3 separate regions of the Mus musculus genome follow, and regions 1 and 3 are each linked to region 2. A link is a contact called in public Hi-C data. All regions are on one chromosome and are shown on one strand. Each heading gives the region's core, a stretch centred on a gene start, on an enhancer-like site or on the middle of the called end of the contact. The rest is flanking DNA. Distances are from core to core; before and after follow the strand shown. Region 1 has its middle 68 kb from the start of Gm31434. Region 2 has its middle 22 kb from the start of Rab6b. Region 3 holds the start of 1300017J02Rik (RIKEN cDNA 1300017J02 gene).

Region 1 (3,002 bases), core at 313-2,812, 160 kb before region 2:
AGCAAAATGAAAAACTCATCTGCCATACCACCTTTAATAAATTCACTTCTCTTTTATGTGTCAATTCAATTCTGTGTTTTATGTTCACTTTAACTAGGAACTTACTTATACCCAAATTAGCATTAAACACATTTATAGCTTGATTAATATGCTTTCTTTTATAAAATTCATTCTGCCCTTATGGATTTTTAAATTTTTACTTGATGAGCCCAGGATCTTATGTCAGGCTAAAATATTTTTTGAAAGAAAAAAAAAAAAAAAGCATGTGTACCAAATATGGACAGACCTTTTTTTTTTTTTTTGCCAGTATCCGTTATACAGTATAGTGACTACTTCTAGCATTTGTATTAGGCATAATAAGTAATTTAGAGATGGCTTCAATAACATGAGAGGACTTGTAAGAATTATATGCAAACACTCATGCATTCTGTAGAAAGGACTTTGAACTTCCAAGGCGTAGGAGAGAATTCTGGAGCCAAGCCTAAGCAACATTGCAAGGACATTTTAGAGGGTTAGCATGGTGACATATATCCATGCTATTCAATGCCACGGTGACTGTCTATTATAACAAATTACCTTTTATATACAAGTTATTGTTATCATTATATTTATTATTGTGTGTCTCGCACACATGTAATGTTATCTCATGTGCACAGTCAAAGGACAGCTTGCAGGGGTAGCCTACCTCTTCCCACCGTGGGTTCTGGAGATCAGACTCAGAGCCCCAGGCTTATACAGCAAGGGCCTTAACCCACCAAGCCATCTTGCCAGCCCATGTCCTTCAAAAAGGCACTCTACTTTACATAACAAGGAACGCCAACAATTCTAAGTAGTATTTTATAATAATACTTTTAAAGGCCCAGAATTAGAAGTCTTACAGATTTTTGGAAAATGGAATAGTAATTTTTCCGTTTTATTTCCAAAATCATATCTGTGTCAGGCTGCCCTACCTCTTGTTCTGAGTGCGCGATTTATTTTTACGGGGCTTTCCAATGTATGTGATTTTATTGCCAACAATAACAGATAACTTTGTTTGTATAGTCTGGACAGACACGCCGCTTCTTCATTCCTGTTTGAAGACTGTCTAGGACAGTCCTCAAACATTGGCGGGGACAACTTCCATCCGCCCTCTTCCCATCAGAGGGCTTCATTGGACCTTGTCTCTCTGTTTCTCTGTATTCTTTGTGCTCTATATATTTATTTATATTTGTGTGTGTGTGTGTGTGTGTGTGTGTTTAAGCTAGTTCCATTCTTGAGTCGATTGGCCCAATTTAGGGGTTTTAGGGCCTCACAGAGCTTTCTTATCTCTTGTTCTTAGTGTTATCTGTCTGAAGAACTGCAGTGGTCACGTGACACTCTGTTCAGCGGTACTCAGACTGGCTTTTTTGCTCAGCAGTCCTTTTAAGCAGACCTTTAGAGGCAACCTCAGATAATCCATGACGTTGGGTGTAAGGTCCGTCTTTTTGTTTTCCTTCTCAGGGAGGAGCTACACCTTGGTGGGGCGTCTGCCTGGATAACCTGTGCTGTGCGGTGTAGAGGGAGGGGCGTGATCGAATCCACCCATCTCCGAAAGTGGCCCTCCCTCTTTCACTGGAATGCGGTTTTGGTTTTCTGACAGCCAGTGTGCCCATAGCTTCTCCTTGTTCACTGGCGCTCTCCCAAAGGCATTCGGGCCCATGGCTTGTTACTAACTGTGGCTGTGGCTGAGGCCTCCTAGTGCGACATCTTGTTCGTATCGTTTCCCTCAGAGTGTTCAAATAGTTTCAAAATAATTTTAAACACGATTGTGGTGGAGTTTTGTCTTTTTTTTTTTTTGTAACCTAAAAATAACAAGAAACAGAAGATTATTTTTTCCATATGCTTGTGCCTTGCTATAATTTTATTACTAATTTGTAATTATGCTTAACTACCATTCATGAATATGGGTGGGGCTTAGGAGATTTGTTTTGTAGTCTATTATAGGATTTTCTTATTAGTTTACTATAGGATTTGCTATTCACGCCTCTCTTCATCATTTCCTTCTAGATCACCCAGGGTGTACGGGTACAAGTGTACAAATCGACATTTATCAATAATAGATCATAAGGAAGATCATTTTAAAACAATTCCTTGACACTTATTAAAGACAAAATTATACTAATGGGATGTGTGTATAGAGATCTAATAAACCGGTTAGATACACACTAAGAACTGTCCGTGGAAAAAAATTAGTCTTTTTTTTTTTTAATTACATAATTAAACCGATGTGTTTCTAAAAGAGCAGAAAAGCACAGTAGCGTCAAACTTGAGCCAAGGCATCTCAGTGAGACCTTGTCGTCGTGTGTCGAGTGTACAGTGCAAGGCGCAAAGCTTCCGGGAGGTTGGAGGTTGCCCTGTGCAGCATGGGTGAGCATGATCGGAAGGGGTGAGCGCGATCAGAAGGGGTGCGCATGATCAGAAGCAGCTTGGGTTTCATGTCATGTTTGTCTTGGGGTTCACGTTTAGTCCGTGCGCATTCAGAAACCTTTAACCTCAGCCACATTTTCACAACCCCCACAGTGAGTTGTGTGACCTCAGGTGGGGTCATGACTTATTTTAAGAAGCTTTGCTATAATGCTAAGTCTTGTGATGACGCCAGCTGGTTGTCGTTGTTGTTTGTTTATTAGCGTGTTCATTTTCTTTTGAGTAAAATGTCCCAACTTTATCTTGGTTTCCCTCAACTTTGCCTTTTAATATTCTGAACCGTGACCTCTTATGGTAAAACTGCCTGAGCCCTAGTTCCTTAGAGACATTTGGGGGAAGCTGAGGAGCGCCCTTGAAGTCCTGTTTCTGTACTAACAGTAACTTTCTGTATTAACAGTTACACAGTTGTGATGCACACCTGCGATCTTCATTTGAGTAGGAAACATGTTCAGGTGTAAAGGCTTATAATCGCCATGTGCTTTTGTTACTGAGTGTAATCTTTATTACACACCTTATTTAACATCTTATTAGGCTTGTTATTAGACCCCATTCCATGTCAC
Region 2 (2,700 bases), core at 106-2,605:
TGCCTTTAATCCCCGTACTTGGGAGGCAGAGGCAACTGGGTGTGTGAGAGTTCGAGACCAGCCTGATCTACATGATGAGTTCCAGGACAGCCAGGGCTACATATTGAGACCTTGTCTTAAAAAAAGAGAAAGAAAGAAAGAGAGAGAGAGAGAGAGAGAGAGAGAAAGAAGGGAGGGAGGGAGGGAAGGAGGAAGGAAAGAAAGAAAGAAAGAGAGAGAAAGAGAGAGAGAGAAAGAAAGAAAAAAAAGGAAGGAAGAAAATGAAAATGAAAAAAGAAAAAGAAAAAAAGAAAGAGAAAAAGAAAGGAGAACTCCAAAATCAAGGAAGCAGCCAGCAGAGAGCTTTCACAGAAAGCCCAGGTCTTTCTGGCTGCCCCAAGCCCCTCTCTTCTTATAAGTCATTCTGAAGTTAGGGCAAGCCTTGGGTAATGAGAAGCCCGCCTCTTTTCCCATTGAAGTTCATTGGCTGGTGAGAAGAAAGAGGAGGGATCTCTTTAGGGTTGTGTAGGTTGGGTGATAGAGGTTGGGAGACCAGGTGATGTCTCAATTATTTACATTCTAGTCAAGCATCCCAAGAACATTGTAACTATTCATCAAACAAAATCCAGTGAGCCCTCTGGGTACCACAAGGTAAAGACCAGACGTGGAGAAAAGGGACAGAGAGGAGAAAACTTGGAGAAGCAGAGCCATGAGATTGAAGCACAGACCTTTGGGGAAATGTCCCATCTGGTAACTGCTTATCATGTTCTCGCTTAAGAAACAAAGCCATGTTGTATTTGCCTTCAACACTTTCAAAGATGGAGAGATGCAGCTAAGCTGGGTCCTGAATTACTGTCAACTTGATAGTAAAATATTGTATTACAGCTTCCCAGAGAGATTGGCAGTGGTATGTGTATGTGTGTGTGTGTGTGTGGGGGGGTAATCCTTGCAAATCCAGAAGAAAAAAAATTCCTATCTTTCCCAGCCACAGGGACTAAACATTGGAGGTAAAAATGTCCATTCCCTGCCAAGAAGGCCAGATTTGCTAACCTTTCATCGGTGATTAAATATGTAAACAGGTCCTGGGCAAGCCCTTGGCAAATCATTAATGAGAGAAAGCCTTCCTCTCGTGACAGGCCCGGCCCATTTATCAACCTCCACACCCATTCCCAGCCCTGTTTGGTGGCCACAGGACACAGGGCTCTCTACCTTGACAAAGTCTCTGCTCCTTAGGCACCTGCTACACTTTGATAACAATAATAAAATGTACATAGTTCGCTACAGTTTGCCAAGCCATGCATTTATTTACTGAACTCCTCAAACCACCCAGAAATAGGCTTGGCTAGGCTTCAGTCACATGACACAACACACCTTTATCTCTTGTTTGCACAAAGCCCGTGGCTTGTTTGGGTGACTCTCCAGGGCAGTGGCTTCCAAGGGTGGCTCAGAATGCCAGCTATTTGGACTTGAGGTACCTCTGTTTCATCAATCCACAATTAATGAGGCAGGAAAGGAAGCTAAGAAGGTCTCGCCATGGGAAGCAAGTGTTTTGGCCAGAAGGCGCATAGTCTTTCTGCTCCCAGGCGCTTGGCCAGAACTAGTCTCACGGCATTATCTAACTGCTGTACAGATGGAGAAATATAATCCTCTGTGCTCAGAGAGGAGAGGAGCAGACTTAGGCAAGTGCTAGAATCTTCCACCATGGGGAGTGATTCTAGGTGAACCAATATGCTCTCTGAGACCCTTCAGTCTTGTCAGGCTGTTGGAAGAGGGATGAATACAGTCAGAGGGAGGAAGCATCCACAGCGGATCCCTAGAGGAGAAAAGATGATATCTCAGCAAAGCCAAGGCTGCCTTAGAGATGGAAAAGTGGAGAGGACAGGCCCAGAAGAGGCAGAGCTGATGGATCAGAGGTTTAGAGATGCAGGGTCAGGAAAAAGGTTCTCTTTAGTTGACAAAGACTTAGGCAAAGGATGAGAAGGCGGAGGAGCTAGGGGGGATGACAGTTGATTGAGCATGCCCCCCAAGGGGCGGGGCTTATCTCGAGGGGAGGAGTCTCACCCAGAGCTTCTTCCTGAATGGTGAGGCCATCAGGACCATCACATCGATAAATGAGGTCCCCTCCGGTTGTCAATCACATTTTATTTGTTTGGTAGCTGGTGTGTGCAAGAACCCGCCATGACACATTTCCTGACCTTGCAGCGTGTATACTTTGACCTAGGGTAGGAACTTGACCAAGTGCTGTGGATTCCATTGGGAAATCAGAGAAGGGACCAGGGCTGGTTTCGAGGGTCAAGAGTGTAGGGAGAGAGGACAGCTAAGTTGTGAACAAAGGTAGAAAGGCGAGCAAACCTGTGCACATTCTGAGAATCCCCTGATCAGGGAACCTGAAGGAGAACAGGAGTAAGGCTAGAAGGGTAGGGTCTAGGCTTAGCGGGGGCCCCTTAGGCGTCCTTCGGGACTGGCTTAGACCAGCCCATTCAAAGCCTGGAGAATGGCCTTAGAGACCAGTCAACCAGTCCCAGAAGGGCGTTCCTACCTCAAAATACAGCCCCGGGTCCCTGAGAGGGAACTGCTACACCCCAGAGACCAGAAGAGCCGTCCTCCTGAGCAGCCCCAGCCAAAGTTGGCTCCACTATATGTCCTCTCTCTCTCTCTCTCTCTCTCTCTCTCTCTCTCTCTCTCTCTCTCCTCCCCGCAGTGTGGGAACTGGAGTCCCAG
Region 3 (2,700 bases), core at 75-2,574, 200 kb after region 2:
TGAAGAAACGAAGCCCGGAGGGGCCTTTAGTCTCTGACATGTAAACATGAAGCCTGTTGGGAAAATGAACTTCTGGTCTGTGTCTGACATTGCTGGCAATGGTGGCGGAACGCTATTTAGCAGAACACTGGCTCAGTTCAGGGGAATTCTGAAAGAGATCAGGCAGCTGCATTCTGAGAGCGAATGACCCTCTGGGTGGCTACAGATGGCACTGCTGGGCAGAAGAGGCAGACATATACTGTGCACCATTGCCGGGCTCTGGCCACCCTAGGTATTATTTACCACGGTCTCAGATCAGACAAAGCTAAAGGGAGGAGGATCCAACCGTGGTTGAGACAGGAAGAGCTCTTCACAGTGCATGAGTTCTTCCCTGGAGCCTGTTCTCCCTACCCACGAAAGGGCTTCTTGTATTTGTGAGCGTAGAACTCTGCCTGCCTCTGGCTGTGTTAGCTCATTTCTCCAGCAACTGTGTGTTTGTTGGGTAAACATAACTTTTTTTAAAAAAAAGTTAACATTGTGTGGAAGCCACATGGGGGTCAGAGGACAGATTTCTTTTCTTTTTTTTTTTTTTTTTTGGTTTTTTTAAATTTTTATTTTATGTGCTATACTTATTATTACTACAGAGGACAGATTTCAAGAGTGGATTTCCTCTTCTACCATTTGGTCCTGGAGGTCATATGTCGTCAATCACAACATCAGCCCCTTTACCTACCAAAGCAGTGAAACAAGTTGTGGGGTTTTTTTGTTTGTTTATTTGTTTTGTTTTGTTTTTTTTATTTTCCTCTCCTATCTCTCATATATTGCTGCAATTTCCCCTCCTTCCTCTGAGTCCCTCTTCACATCCCCTGTCACCAACTACGTCTCCATTTTCCTTCAGAAAAGGGCAGGCCTCCCAGGGATATCAACCAAACGCGACATAACAAGTTACAAAAAGACTAGGCACCTCCCTGGTATTAAGGAGGATGTGGCAGGAAAAGGGTCCCAAAAGCAAGCAAAAGAGTCAGCGACAATCCACTATGACCGCCTCAGTGAGGGCAAAGGACAGCCGGGGGACTGCGTGGCAGGTGAATTCCAGTCCAAAGTGATTACTCTTCTCTAGGCTCATAGTCTATCCAACCACATTTGATCCCTGAAGTGTATGGTCAGCAAATGACACCTGGTCCCCTCCCCAGAGGGCCGGCCCCCTGCCTGGCTCTCAGCACACTCACCTAGGGTCCCCAAGCATAGAAGGGCGCAGATGAGCAGCCTCATTTTCAACTGTGGAACTGCGTTCTGCTTGCTCTCCCCCAGCCTAGGTGCACTTTACCCAGAAGGCAGTGTTGACTGATGAATCTGCCTACTGGGAAAGGTTCTTCAGCCCCAGTCCGGGCTGGTCGCCACTGCCACACCCTCCATGCCTTCCTTATCTGGCCAAGCAGATACTCAGGCGGCTAGGGACACTATTTTTTCTCTCTCTGTCCCCGGTTCGGTCCCTGGGTGGAAACGGTGCTTCTCCGGGAAAGCCGGCGCGCACATGCATAAGACCTTAACACAATTTTCTTTTGGAAATTCTCACTTCTCACTAAGGACTCTAAGTTGACTAAGCTGAGGTCCTCCCGCTGTCCTGCGACCCCAGTGGAGCTATCTCTTCTGTGACACAGCCCATAGTTTCTCCTCTATCTCCCCACCCCCACCCCCACCCCCACTCCACACCACACGCACCAGTGTTGCTTGTCCCAGCTGTGTAAGGCCTGGCTCAGGCACAGATCTGACATGCAGAGTTTCTCGCTCACCCGGCTGCAGCCCTGTCCGAAAGGCTGTGCGACCTCTGCCTAGAAAAAGTCTGGTAATTTTAAATAAAACTCGAAGAACTTCTAATTAAAATATAGTAGTAGGTGTACAACAAACCCTGCTAGCACAGTGTAATAATTATCACTAAGAGGACTCCGGTAGAGCCAGTCCACATCCAGGAGGCCGAATCCCTGCAGAGCTTCTCCCACATAGGTGGCCCCTACATGGAACAGAAACGGAAGTCTGCTAACTTCAGGACTCCACAGAGATGAAAACTTACAGCGCAGAGCCTGGCTTCTCTCACCCAAGTTTAAATTGGTATGATTTATCTATGCAGAGGTGTGTGGTTGCCCACCAGCTATCAGTGTGGCCTATTGTTTCATATCATGTGAATGAAGAATATTTCATCTCTCACCCTGATTGACAATTGTAGTACCGATTCCATCCTTACAGACAGTGCCGCTAGGAACAGAAATTTCATTTCATTTTATATACATTACTAGGATCTAAAACTAAATAAAAAAAAGCAGGGCCTGGTATGGAAGTACAGGCCTGAAACCCCAGCATTTGGGAAGTGGGGACAGTGGGATTAGGAGTTCGAGGTTTCAACTACGTGCCCTATTGGAGACTTCCCTAGGCTAGAGACCTTGTCTCGAAAACCAAGCATGTAGGGCTGGAGAGATGGCTCAGCGGTTAAGAGCAAGTGCTGCTCTTCCAGAGGACCAGAGTTCAATTCTGGCACCCATGTTGGACGGCTCACAACTAACTACCTGTAACTCCAGCGACAGGGGGACCTGACACCCCTGGACTCCAGCTACAGGTCATCTGGCTTCTGTGGGGGCTCACACTCCTTTGTATATACAAAAAGCAAAAACAAAACTTAAAGAAAGAAATAGAAGACACAATCAGGAAAACGGCACAATTTTTGCA

The links. Hi-C and Micro-C count contacts between places; a contact is called where the count stands out from the background.
Region 1: a contact with region 2 is called in a Hi-C map of liver, with 2.3 times the contacts expected there. The contact joins two enhancer-like sites. A contact is called at or near these places in 1 of 15 datasets of contacts at CTCF or cohesin (embryonic stem cells), 16 of 484 Hi-C or Micro-C datasets (the MC38 cell line, cerebellar granule neurons, cerebral cortex and 10 more), 10 of 115 datasets of contacts at active chromatin or transcription factors (craniofacial prominence, embryonic stem cells, epiblast stem cells and 4 more) and 1 of 9 other capture datasets (embryonic stem cells).
Region 3: a contact with region 2 is called in a Hi-C map of liver, with 3 times the contacts expected there. The contact joins the promoter of 1300017J02Rik here to the enhancer-like site in region 2. A contact is called at or near these places in 7 of 39 promoter capture datasets (cranial neural crest, embryonic stem cells, frontonasal cranial neural crest and 4 more), 17 of 484 Hi-C or Micro-C datasets (the 63-12 cell line, cerebellar granule neurons, cerebellum and 8 more), 7 of 115 datasets of contacts at active chromatin or transcription factors (bone marrow-derived macrophages, craniofacial prominence, embryonic basal ganglia and 4 more) and 3 of 9 other capture datasets (adipose tissue, liver and pancreatic islet).

The regions. Positions count from the first base shown.
Region 1 is chr9:102,933,014-102,936,015 of GRCm38.p6, forward strand. No RefSeq gene overlaps it. Among named protein-coding and RNA genes, the nearest start is that of Gm31434, 68 kb to the right of the region's middle. Within about 2 kb of position 1,563, at least 46 of the 459 cell types and tissues checked have an H3K27ac peak or open chromatin away from gene starts, as enhancers often do. A contact at or near this core is called in extraembryonic endoderm stem cells and liver, where this site is marked.
Region 2 is chr9:103,089,191-103,091,890 of GRCm38.p6, forward strand. It overlaps a transcript of Slco2a1 not described here. Among named protein-coding and RNA genes, the nearest start is that of Rab6b, 22 kb to the right of the region's middle. Within about 2 kb of position 1,356, at least 49 of the 459 cell types and tissues checked have an H3K27ac peak or open chromatin away from gene starts, as enhancers often do. A contact at or near this core is called in cerebellar granule neurons, cerebellum, extraembryonic endoderm stem cells and 3 more, where this site is marked.
Region 3 is chr9:103,286,973-103,289,672 of GRCm38.p6, forward strand. 1300017J02Rik (RIKEN cDNA 1300017J02 gene) reads right to left here and starts at 1,325. Exons shown (of 17, transcript NM_027918.2): 1 at 1,209-1,325. The coding sequence starts at 1,251.